2 separate regions of the Mus musculus genome follow, and region 2 is linked to region 1. A link is a contact called in public HiChIP or PLAC-seq data. All regions are on one chromosome and are shown on one strand. Each heading gives the region's core, a stretch centred on a gene start, on an enhancer-like site or on the middle of the called end of the contact. The rest is flanking DNA. Distances are from core to core; before and after follow the strand shown. Region 1 overlaps Gm33377 (a long non-coding RNA gene). Region 2 has its middle 24 kb from the start of Gm33897.

What was found. HiChIP or PLAC-seq counts read pairs in DNA pulled down with a chosen protein or histone mark.
Region 2: a FOXA1 HiChIP or PLAC-seq map of pancreatic cancer cells shows a contact between it and region 1. The contact joins two enhancer-like sites.

Annotation. Positions count from the first base shown.
Region 1 is chr10:95,880,130-95,885,759 of GRCm38.p6, forward strand. The region is part of intron 3 of Gm33377 (a long non-coding RNA gene); the gene reads left to right. Among named protein-coding and RNA genes, the nearest start is that of Gm24433, 16 kb to the right of the region's middle. Within about 2 kb of position 4,187, at least 33 of the 459 cell types and tissues checked have an H3K27ac peak or open chromatin away from gene starts, as enhancers often do. A contact at or near this core is called in pancreatic cancer cells, where this site is marked.
Region 2 is chr10:96,688,619-96,694,738 of GRCm38.p6, forward strand. No RefSeq gene overlaps it. Among named protein-coding and RNA genes, the nearest start is that of Gm33897, 24 kb to the right of the region's middle. Within about 2 kb of position 2,878, at least 137 of the 459 cell types and tissues checked have an H3K27ac peak or open chromatin away from gene starts, as enhancers often do. A contact at or near this core is called in pancreatic cancer cells, where this site is marked.

The DNA of each region.
Region 1 (5,630 bases), core at 2,937-5,436:
CGCCACTTCCTGTTCTTTCTGTTTCCTGAAATGTGATCTCTCTGGCTTTCTGATTTCTGGTTCCTGCGGTTCCTACTCCGGTGCCAGCCCCACCAAGGCGGCTTTCTGATTTCTGGTTCCTGCGGTTCCTACTCCGGTGCCAGCCCCACCAAGGCGGCTTGTACCCACTTAAGCAAAACCTTCCCTCCTCTAAGCTCAGGAACAGAAAGAAACCGATACAGTGCGTGGTGCAGCGGTGTGGAGCAGTGGGGATAACACACCCACTAACTGAGATCAGAAGATAGCGCAACTTACTCAAGGCTGAGGTAAATCAGCAGCTAACAGTGGCGAGGAGGATACAAAGCAAGGATAAAGATTCCTCAGTGTAGAGGGTCAAATTCCCCTGGACTGAACTGAAAGTAATCCTCCTGCCCCACCCCTCTGACTGCTGTGATTACTGGAGTGTGCGTCTGCACCCAGTTACTTTTTTTTTTTTTTTTTTTTTTTTAAGTTCCTGATACTTGGCATGCCTAAAGAGATCCACCCAACAGAACTGAACTAGACAAATCCAGACAAAGTAAGGGTAGTCTCACAGTTTAGCTCGCAGTTTTTAACTAATGACTCTGGACTTGTCCCTCTAACCTGCATCATTTCCTGAACCTCGATTTCATTTCCTGTGACCTGCTAGGCACCTTTAGTCAAATGTCCTACTGATACTCAAAACTCAGTACTGCTGCTTGGAAACACATCTGCCAGCGTTTCACCAGAAAGGCAAGGCAAGAAAGAGCACATACCTGCAGTCCTGGGCTGGGGAGACAGAGGTCTGAAAAATCACGGGCTTGAGACCAGCCTGGGCTCTATCAAGACGGTCATATGTATATGTAAATCTAGATGTATATGTATATCGTATATGTGTATCCTATATATATATATATATACTTGATCTCACGTCTAACCTTTACTAAACAGACTATATAAAAGCCTCTGTTTCCATGGTTATAAAATGTTGAGTGCTGTACATAACAGAAATACTGGAAGCTGGGCATGGTGGCGCATGCCTTTAATCTGAGCACTTGGGAGGCAGAGGCAGGTGGATTTCTGAGTTCGAGGCCAGCCTGGTCTACAGAATGAGTTCCAGGACAGCCAGGGCTACACAGAGAAACCCTGTCTCGAAAAAACAAACAAAGTACTAGGAAAATACTAGGAAAAGTAAGAAATGCAGTAGTATTGAATGCACAGCGTAGTATCCTTTTTTTTACAGTCCTTGCTTCGTGTTATTACCAAAAATGTAACATTTTTTTCTCATACCTTCCTTTTTCCTCCTCCCTTTTCCTTCCTTTCTTTCTGTCTGTCTTTTGCAATAGTATCATGAGGTCCAGGCTAGCCTCGACCTCCCTATATAGTTGAGGATGACCCTGAATTTCTGATTCCTTCCGCACCTCCTCCATGCTGGGATTTGAGCTGGACACCATGGCCCTCGGCAGCTCTTCTTTCTTGATCCTCAAATTCAACCAGTTGCTCAGTTGTGAGGGTCAAGACCCCACGCCCCCACCCACCCACCCCTGCATGCAGCATCCCCTGCCCTCAACTGCTTCTCCCTCTTGGTCCTGCCACAAAACAGAGGACAGTGGCTGATTATGACCTCCAGGTGCAAATACCTTGACTGCCACAAAGATAGTCTGTTCCCTGTCTCTCTCAGTTCCTCTCTCTTCCATTCCTGAGTTCTGAGAGCTCAGGATTCCTTCGGGTGGAACCATCTGGGTCCTATATCGTTCCAACCATTCCCCAGACAACACTGCAGTGATGTTACCGCGCTCGTTGACATGGGAGTCAGGTTCACTTTCCTGCAAGACTCCTTCCTTTGCAGCCCTGACATGCACATTTAATTTGTTGCCCCATTTAACACAATCCTCTGCTTTAACCCCAAAATACACAAAAGAGCACATTTCCTGCAGGGGACGGGGAACCAGTCAGCTAAACTGCTTTTGCTTTCCTAACCCCAAGGCGGTATGTCCATTGTTAGCTTCCGTTCGATTGTTTACGGAGGGGCTGAGGGTGTAAGAGGCTGAGAATATGTCTGTCCTAGTTCTGGGCTCTCCGTAGCTAGAATCCCTGTGATTTGCTTTCCCACAACTGTGCTGTTTGGGGGCATGCTCACAGATCAGCAACTGTGCGCTTTTGCCTCCTCTGCATTCAAAGCTCAATATCCACTGCAAGCAATTTCCCCAGCGGAGGGGGGTGGGGGGTGGGGGAGAAGCAATGAGCAGCTGGGTGGACGTTTTAGAGGTGATTTCATTTACCTTTATTTTAGACACAACTCTTCTTGGGCTATTTAAAATAAATAAAAATGTACGCTGTTTGAGTGGATCTTAATCGGCAACAGTCTTCAAAGATATTTCAGCCGTCTGAATGAGGGATGTGTCCCTCGCCCCATGAGGCAACCCATGCAATGCCTGTCTGAGAACCCCCACTCACTTTCTCTATGTGGGAAAGACCCAACGTTAAGAGTTTGCCCATCCTTCCCGTATATGTCTCAGCGATTAAATACGGATCTAAGCTTGCGGGTAGGAGAGTGTAGATTTGTTTGGAACGCTATTTTTCTGACACCAGAGCTGGAACTCAGGGCAAATGTTCTTCTACTACTGTGCTGTATCTCCAGCCTGGTTTTGGGGTTTTTTGACATAAAATGTGCGCGTGTGCGCGTGTGCGTGTGTGTGTGTTGGCTTCTGAAAAGGTTTCTACACTCCTAAGAGACTTAGCTATGTGTAGTAGTGCTCACTTTTGATCCTAGTACTCAGGAGGCAGAGGCAGGTGGATGTCTGTGAGTTCGAGGGCAGTTTGGTCTTTAGAATGTGTTCCAGGACAGCCAGGGCTGGAGGAAGACCAAGTCTTAAAACAAACAAACAAAGACTCACTAGAAAAAGCAGCACTTTTAACTTGGGCATGATTCTTAGACCCCCCCCCCCCCCCCAGGACATGGTTACCGTGGTAAAGACAGCAGAGCAAAAGTTAGGAAAAGAGATAAGTTTTTGATAATAAGATTGAGCTATGGAATAAAAATGCCCACCTGAGTCCACCACAGCACAGATTTCTTGTTGTGTTAGATCATAAACTTATCTTCTTTTGAATAGTTTGGTGAATAAATTGGTGGGGTTTTTTTAAATCTCTTTTTTTCCCTTAAAGACTGATATTGGACTCTCCATAACCAGGTAAAGCCATTCTGGGTAATGGATCAATACCTCATACACAAGCATATGGATAAAAGAAAAAAAATTGGGACCTATTTTGTAATCAGTAAAACCACCCATGTCAAGACACACATTTTATTCTGGAAAATCAGTGAATTTCTTGCTAGGGAAAGTAGTAGACATCAAATGTGGGGCTTTAGCAAACAGCTGATCAAATATCAGCTGAGCTGTGATAGTTTTAGTCAAGACTCAGAATGGTTGAGGAAGATGTAATGATGAAGAAAGACAAGAAACTGGGCGAGGAGAGAACTGGTTGACAAGCACAGCCTCTGAAAGGTCCTGCGGCAAAACCTCAGAAAGAAATTCCAAGTTGTCATTTGTGACAACTTGGATGGACCTGGAGAGGGTTTTACTACATAAAGGAAGCAAGGCACACAAAGACAGAATATGCGGGAATTAGCACAATCTGCATATATGTGGTTAAGAGTTTAAGGAGAGACAACAGTTAAACATGCAGAATAAGGCTTGTTCTTTGTCTTTATGTGTTCTTTGCAGAGTAAGGTTTTGAGAACACTATTGCACCCATTGTAATGGTTTATCTTGGTTGTCAACGCAGTAGGATCTGGGATCAATTGAAAGTCACAATTCTGGGTGGGTGTGAGGCTATTTCCTGGAAGGATACAGTGAGAGAGGAGGCATGCACCACCCCGCCCCCACCCAGCGGGCAACACCTTCTGTGGCAGGACAGATAGAAAGGAGAAGGGGGAAAGGATATCGCTTTTGCTTGGTGGCCTCTCTCCTCACTGGGGCTTCTATCTACTCCATCAAAGCCCAGCTCATCCAGTCTTCCAACATGGACAGAATCCTCCAGGCTTTCATCACCACATAGAGGGTTGCTGGAACCTCAGCTTCTTTGACTCAACAGCTATCAGTTGTTAGCCTCTTGGATCTATGCATGGCTGTTGTCTTGCTACCCAGTTCCTACAGTGTAAGCTGATCTAGTAAATCTCTGTGGTATGCACTCATTCCATCCATTCCGTTCCTCTAGAGAGCTCTGACTAATACACCTATAATCCCAGCACTTGTGGAAACAGGAAGGCTGGAATTTCAAGGCCAGCCTCGGTTATGTACGCAGCAAGTTTGACAAGGTTGTGGCCAGCATGAGACCCTGTCTCAAAAATCAATTAGTAAGCAAGTGGATAAATAAACACATTGTTAGGTAAATGTAAAAGTCAGATATTTTTCACTAGAAAGAAAAAGTACATATTAGAGCTGAAAACCATGATAATTGACCAAATTATTCTACATCATATTCACAATCATTTGTATGTACTGTATAAAAACATAGAATTTATTATTAACATTATTATTATTACCACAATCTGCATACAGAGAGGTAACTGGTGACTACAAGAGGCCAAGAGTTGAACAGGAAGACAATGTATGCAGAATAAGGCTTGTTCTTTTTTTTTTTTTTTTTTTTTACATGTTCAATAAAGAGTAAGGCTGGGAGAACAGTGGTATGCCTATAATTGTTATAGGCCTATATATATTACCTATACTACATATATTATGTATATGTACTATATATACTATATATTATATATGTATACATTATGTATATGTACTATATTATTATGTACTATATATTATACGTATATATTATGTATATGTACTATATTATTATGTACTATATATTATATATATTATATACTATGTATATTATGTATATCTATTATATACTATGTATATTTACTCTCTATATACATACATACATACATACATATATTATAATATGATATTATGACAGATCCCAATAGGTAGTGGGCCACAAAATAAAGAGTATAAAGGAGCATAGTTTAATAACAATGTTAGAACACACCATAAATATGGACAGTGTGGCTAAAATCAGGTGCAAATCATGAAAGGGCAGGGTCAGTCAGTTGACAGAAGACCCACCATGTTACAGGCTTCTAATGTAGTGGTTCTCAACCTTCCTAACACTGTGACCCTTTTAATACAGTTCCTCATGCTGTGGTGGCCACAACTATAAAGTTATTTTCATTGCTGCTTCCTAACTGTAATTTTGTCACTGTTATGAACCATAATGTAAATATTTGTGTTTCCTGAGAGTCACAGTCAACCCCAAAGGGGTCATGACCCCGTAGGTTGAGAACTGCTGTTCTAATGTTAATGTCTAATGCCCAGGGGGTCACAATGTACCCAGGGGCTACATTAAAGGACCTCAAGATTGAACACCCTTTAGTGTGCTCCAGCCATAAGATAACATGGATTAAAAAGAAAAACAATGTTTATGGACTGTCTTAGTCAGGGTTTCTATTCCTGCACAAACATCATGACCAAGAAGCAAGTTGGGGAGGAAATGGTTTATTCAGCTTACAATACCATAGTGCTGTTTATCACCAAGGAAGTCAGGACTGGAACTCAAGCAGGTCAGGAAGC
Region 2 (6,120 bases), core at 1,628-4,127, 810 kb after region 1:
TAGGGGTGAATGGGATCAAAATACATATGTATGAAAAACCAAGTGGATAACTGACACGTTTAACGATTGTCATGTCTTCTTAAGATTTGTCTTCCAGATGCAGACAGCAAAGAAAACCAAACATGATGGCCAAAGAAGTGAGCAAGATTTCTGTTTTCATTTGAATGTGTCAAGTGATGTTCTCTGAAGCTGTAGGGAAGTCACCTAGACTGCCCTTTGGTTGAAAATGGGAATGTGACTATGCTTCTTGGTAGGCTGTCTTGAGGAGATGTGCTTTCTTAGAATATTCTAGAAGGATCATTTTTTGAATGTGCCATGCCTATACTGAGAGCTCAGTAAATAGGTGATATTTTTATTAATACCAAGGTCATGATTTGAGCTGGCTTTGGACTATATGTGTGTGTGTGTGTGTCTGTGTGTAATTTTGCAGAAATACATATATGTTTATGTTACTTGGAGAAGTGGGTCTTTAACTCTTTGCTTGGCTTCCCCCCCACCTTTCCCCTTTTCGTTTGCTCAGCTCCCCCACTCTTGAGGTGTGTAGGTCTAGTTGGCAACCTTAAATGGACTTCTGTATTTCCCCCCGTGCTTATATTATAATCACAGTTGTACATCCACACACAGAGATGGGGGAAGGTTGTTACTGGTTATTTTATGAGTAACATACATTTTCCATGTCTCTCTTTTTCATCACTCAAAAGTGAGCATAACAGAAACCCCTCAAAATCAGCCCTTTATCTCAGCTGAGCCCAGCTCTGATTATACACTGTGAGGATGAAGTATAACCCGCTCCCACATTTACCATGAATTGACATTGCCTCGCCTCTTCTCTCTCTCTCTCTCTCTCTCTCTCTCTCTCCCCTCTCATTAAATAAATGTCTCACATTAGTGTCCTTTTATAAATGCCTTCCATGCCACTGATTTGTGAGAGTTGCCAGGGAGAGGAATTACAGATTGGAAAACACCATGCAATCTCTAATTTTTTTTTCATGTATACTGCTAAATGGCTTTCTAAAATAATTTTGGCAGTTAAATTTTTCTTAGTTATGCCTGAGCATCCATTTTTTTTATTTGTATACAATTGTATACAGTACAGGCTAAGAAGCATGTGAAAGCTGAGTTCTTTCTGAATGTGTAGTTTTCTATGTCTTCCCACACACATCTGTTTATCTCCAATATGATGCTTATACCTCCACATGTACGTGTGTGTGTGTAGATAATAATTGTGAATATATGTAGCTCTTTTTTTAGATGTACTTCATTTACATCTGCTGGTTCCAGGCCTCTGTTAACCATTTGATCCTGCTGCCAAAGGAGCCAAAAGGTTGTGGATAAGAAGAGAGCTGTGTTCTAGAATAGATTTCAAGTTAACCATTGATCTCCAAACCACCCTTCTAAACATTTTGACCGTGTACAAAGACCAGACACATTTTCCTCAAAGCAAAGCCGTATATTTTCCAGTGGTGATATCTCCTACTGCTCAGCACTCGAGGCCTATAGATAAATTTGTTTGCCTTATTACACTCTAAAGATTCCACATGTCTCCACATGCACCCTGACCGTGTACTCTTTCTATAATAAGTAGCTAGAGAAGGCAGCAGCGAGCCACACTGTTTACCAGAGAAGATAAGCAAGAACAAAAAACAGAGACTTACTCAGGGATCGTTGCTATTCACCCTGGCTGGTTTTCTGTTTTGTTTTGGTTTTTGTTTGTTTGTTTTTGTTTTTTGTTTTATTAACCAGAATGCTGTTATAGTCTCTGGCGGTTCAGAATGGAACCATTTAATAGTTTAATGTGAGATGTAATGTTTGGCAAAGATCCTTCCTTATCCTGGTGCATGTGTCATGTGTTCATGACTAAAGAGTATTGCTGTTTTATGGGTTTTCCCTTCTGTGATCTTTTCAGAGTCTAAGGGAGAGCTGTCTCCCTAGCCCCTCATTCCCCTATAAATCTGGACCCGAGGCAGGGCCAGAAAGTTTTAAGGAATTGATTTTCAGGTGTAGACTTCCTAGCAGGAGACAAGTTTCTTGCTCCAAGGTCAAGCGTGTTCTTTGGCGGCAGCAGGAATGGAGAAGAGGCTGTTTGTGGTGGAAGTTTACTGTATGAAGTAGACTGCCTTTCTCTTTCGTTTTGTATTTAAGAAAATGGACTTGCTTTTCCTTGCCATCAGAATGTCTCAGAATGGCAGAGGGTGCCACAGCAGCCTATGTTAGAAACCTCTACTTGAAACTTCCTGCTAGATGCTCTCTCCACCCACCTTGAAACTACCAGTTGATTTAAGGGAAGGCAAGATTCTGTAAATGCCTGGACTCTATTTTATGTCTTACTTCTGTGTTCCCATGAACTTTGTTTCAATGGCCTTGCCAGGAGGACTTTCCAGGGGTGGGGCTTTGTACTTGAGTCCTTGTGACAAGTCATTTATGCCCTGCATGTTTTGAAGGAGGAGGTGATGGCAGACAGGGACTTTTTTGCTTCAATAAGGGAGTGTGTCTAAATGCCTTTTTTTTTTTTCCTGCACACACAGCTGGTAGTTCCCCGCTGACTGCTGTTTGTTTTGAAGTCACATGGTAAAGGGAGTTTCTGCCAATGTTTACTCATTACACATTCAAATATGACACCCTGACACCCATTCACTGAGCAAGGCAGCGTTGCTATCCATGTCTCCTGCCAGAAACAGAAAGTTTATTTCCAGAATAAAAGTTGCTTTCTTTGCATATGCAGAAGGCTTATAATTCATCGGGCATAATTTGAAATGGCTCCTTTTTAGAATAGTGAAGTTATTTAATGATTTCATGCTTGCATTATTTAAGATGACCACTTGTCTGATCACACAAGAAATATTGCTTAATCAGTGCAAGGTACAAGGAAAGAAATCTCAAGCCCAGTTATACATTATCACAGTGATGTAATTAAAAGCTTTGCCTCCTCAGTGGGTTCCTCCCTGTGGAAGGACAACTCGCCTTGGCTTATTTTATGTGGACAAGGCTGTGCAACTGGCTTTGAGCGATGAGCTGAGAGAGAAAGCCACCATCTATCAGATGGCATAGGGGCAGAGAGGTGGGGTGGGCTTGACTTGGCAGTGTTCCTGATGCAGCTTGAAGACTGCTGGGGCAGGGGGTTCCGAAGTAAATTTCACGAAGTGGGGTGCAGCCACCATGGATACTGTCCTTATCTTTCTTTTCAATTAAGTTTATAGGTTAGCATATAATGTAATGGATTTCATTACAGCGTTTTTTACATCTATGCCACTAGACCTTGCTCTCAAAAATTCTCCTCCCTCACTGCTGGAATTGGAATTCGACCTTTCTTATTGGGAGCCTTGAGATCTGAAGATCGTTTGTTCCCCTAAGAAAACATTTGCTCATCTTGACTAATCAGAGTGTACACTGCAGAGACAAGAAAGCCAGGCTCAAATGGTGATTCTGTCAATCATCAGTGACATGAACTTGGTCATTGGATTTTCTCCTTCCTTCCTTCCTTCCTTCCTTCCTTCCTTCCTTCCTTCCTTCCTTCCTTCCTACCCTCCCTCCCTCCCTCCCTCCCTCCCTCCCTCCCTCCCTCCCTCCCTTCCTTCCTTCCTTCCTTCCTTCGAGATAGGGTCTTGTTACAAAGCCATACAGTACCTGCTGACTTGTACTCTCTGTCAGCTCTAGCTGGCCTCCTACTTGGAGCCATCCTGTTGAGTGCTGAGACTTCAGGGGTGCGTACCTGCCCCATCCAGCTGTGGGCATTTCTAAAGCCCTATTGAACTTTACAACTTAAATTGATTTCCCCGTGATAGAATTATTATGGTTTAAATGTGTCCCCCACAGGTATTTGTGTTTAGACAATTGGTTACTAGCTGGTGGCTCCACTCTGGAAGGGCTTAGAACCTTTAGGGGGCTAACCTTACTAGAGGAAGCAGTAACTGGGAACAGGCCTTGAAGTTTGGTAGCTGGGGTCCACTGCTGGTTCAGAGCTTCCTCGTACTCTGGCCTACACGACTTTGTGGCTATGATGGACTCTATCTGTTCTTAAATGGAAGGCAAAATAAACCCTTTCATATAAGCTGATTCTTGTCAGACATATTAGGTCACAACAATAGATAAAGTATTTACCCACTTACCATCTGCTTCCAAATTGTGGAGATGAAGAAAGGCGTCACCTAACTGCCAGTGTACTGAAAAGGACCATGCCCCTATCTAACAGCAAGGCACTTTTGAAGACGAGGCTTTTTCTGTTAGTGTAGGCGGCGAACTTAACTTCCCTGGTCTCAGTTTCAGGAAGATCACCTGTTAGTTATTAGCTTTTTGGCTCCTGACAAACTTCTTTCCTACTTTCTAATGAGTCTTCTCAGGTGTGTCGTTGTCAAGTTTCCTAAGCAGCCAAGCACAGCTGACTGCATGCAGTGCTTGAGAGAGAAGGGCTGTGGAGCCCTTCTACACACAAGCACCCGGCTTTGAGATGGAGGTATGTGGACACTTTGCTGGTCATACCCACTAGCCCGATTATCTTCTTAGAGTCACGGGTGCCTCTTGTTGTAGCCAAATGGCTTTCAGAATCTGAGAGAATATTACAAAATTACTGAATATGCTGTTACTGATTTAACAAGCAAAATCAGGTACAAAATGAACATTTAGATTTAGAAGCAGATAAAACCAGTGCAAAGTAGATTTTCAGTAAATATGTTTGTGAACGAATGAAAAAGAAAATCAGTTGAAATCTTACCAATATTCCCATTATGTGATATTGTACTGACATTTAATGCTTTCAATCTCTGTTTCCTCATTTGTATCAAAACAAATAATCATCTTTTGTTTTTGTTTTTTTCCCCCCATGAAGTTTCTTTCTTCTTTTGTAGTGTTGGGGATTGAATCCAGGGCCTTGTGGATTCTTGGCAAGTGGATTATATCCCCAGCCCTCAAAAGATTTTCATTGCAGAATTAATGAAATGCTGAGTAGAGGGAATTGATGGAAATGTTTAATAAAGGTGAGCTAAATGTGACCCTTTACACCATCAGCTATGTCATGTCCTGGAGCAATTGGCCAGCATACAGAAAGAAAAAAAATGAGGGTTTCAGGCTGCCTGAATGTCAGCATTTATTTGGATAAGCCAACACTTCTTTGCCATAGAAGCAACTGCATCTGTGTGCGGGCAGGAAAACATGTAAATACAAAACTGACACACAAAAGGGGCTCTGTTTTGGAAAAGCTTTCCTACCTGAGGGAACTGTTAAGCCACCTCTGAAAGCCTGGCTTTCTAGTTGACTTTCCCATCTCTCCTCAATGGCCTTCATGTCTCTGAGCAATGCCTGCGTTTGCCTTTACAGTACGGTAGCAGCAACAGATGCTGGAAAGGCCCTTCTGCAGGTGTGTCTCTGCCCCCGACTTAGAACTTTATACGAGCAACAGGAAGGAGGGAGGGGGAATGTCTCAATGATCTGCATCAACAAAGGAGAGGCACAGCTCTGTTTGGCGAAATGCCTGCCATATACCTGACGCCTTTCTTGTTATTTATCATTGCATTTAATCCTCACAGACACCCTCCAAGATAAGTGGTTTTATAGATTTATTTTTGAGGTTGTGGCTTTAAAGCAAGACTATTAAGATACCAAAATGTGTAGGAATTTGCCCAAGGCCTTACAAGCCATAAGAGGCATGTGTATACACCGAATGCAGGTTTGTCTTATTTCAGAACCATGTTTGTTCCTCCCCTTGATATCGTGTCCCTGTTCCTTGACGATTCATGCACTCCATGTTGAGTTCAGCAAAGGTATCTGATAATGTGGTGTGCACTGACTGAAGACAGTCTACAGAGCAGGGGACCAGGTTCTCACACCAACAGTTATTTACTAACTATATGGTCTTGGGTAGGTTCCTCATGACCTCTGAGGCTTAACTGCTTGGTTATCATCTTAGTTGTTATTCTGTTGCTGTGATAAGACACCTCGGCCAAGGCTACTTATAAAAGAAAGCATGTAATTAGCCTTACACTTTCAGGGGGTCAGAGTCCATGTTGAGAGAGGAAAGGCATGGTGGCAGAAACAGCTGAGAGTTTACATCTCATACTGCAAGCAGCAGGAGTGAGGGATGGAAGGAGAGAGGGAAGAAGGGGATGAAAAGATAGAGAGAGTGGGGAG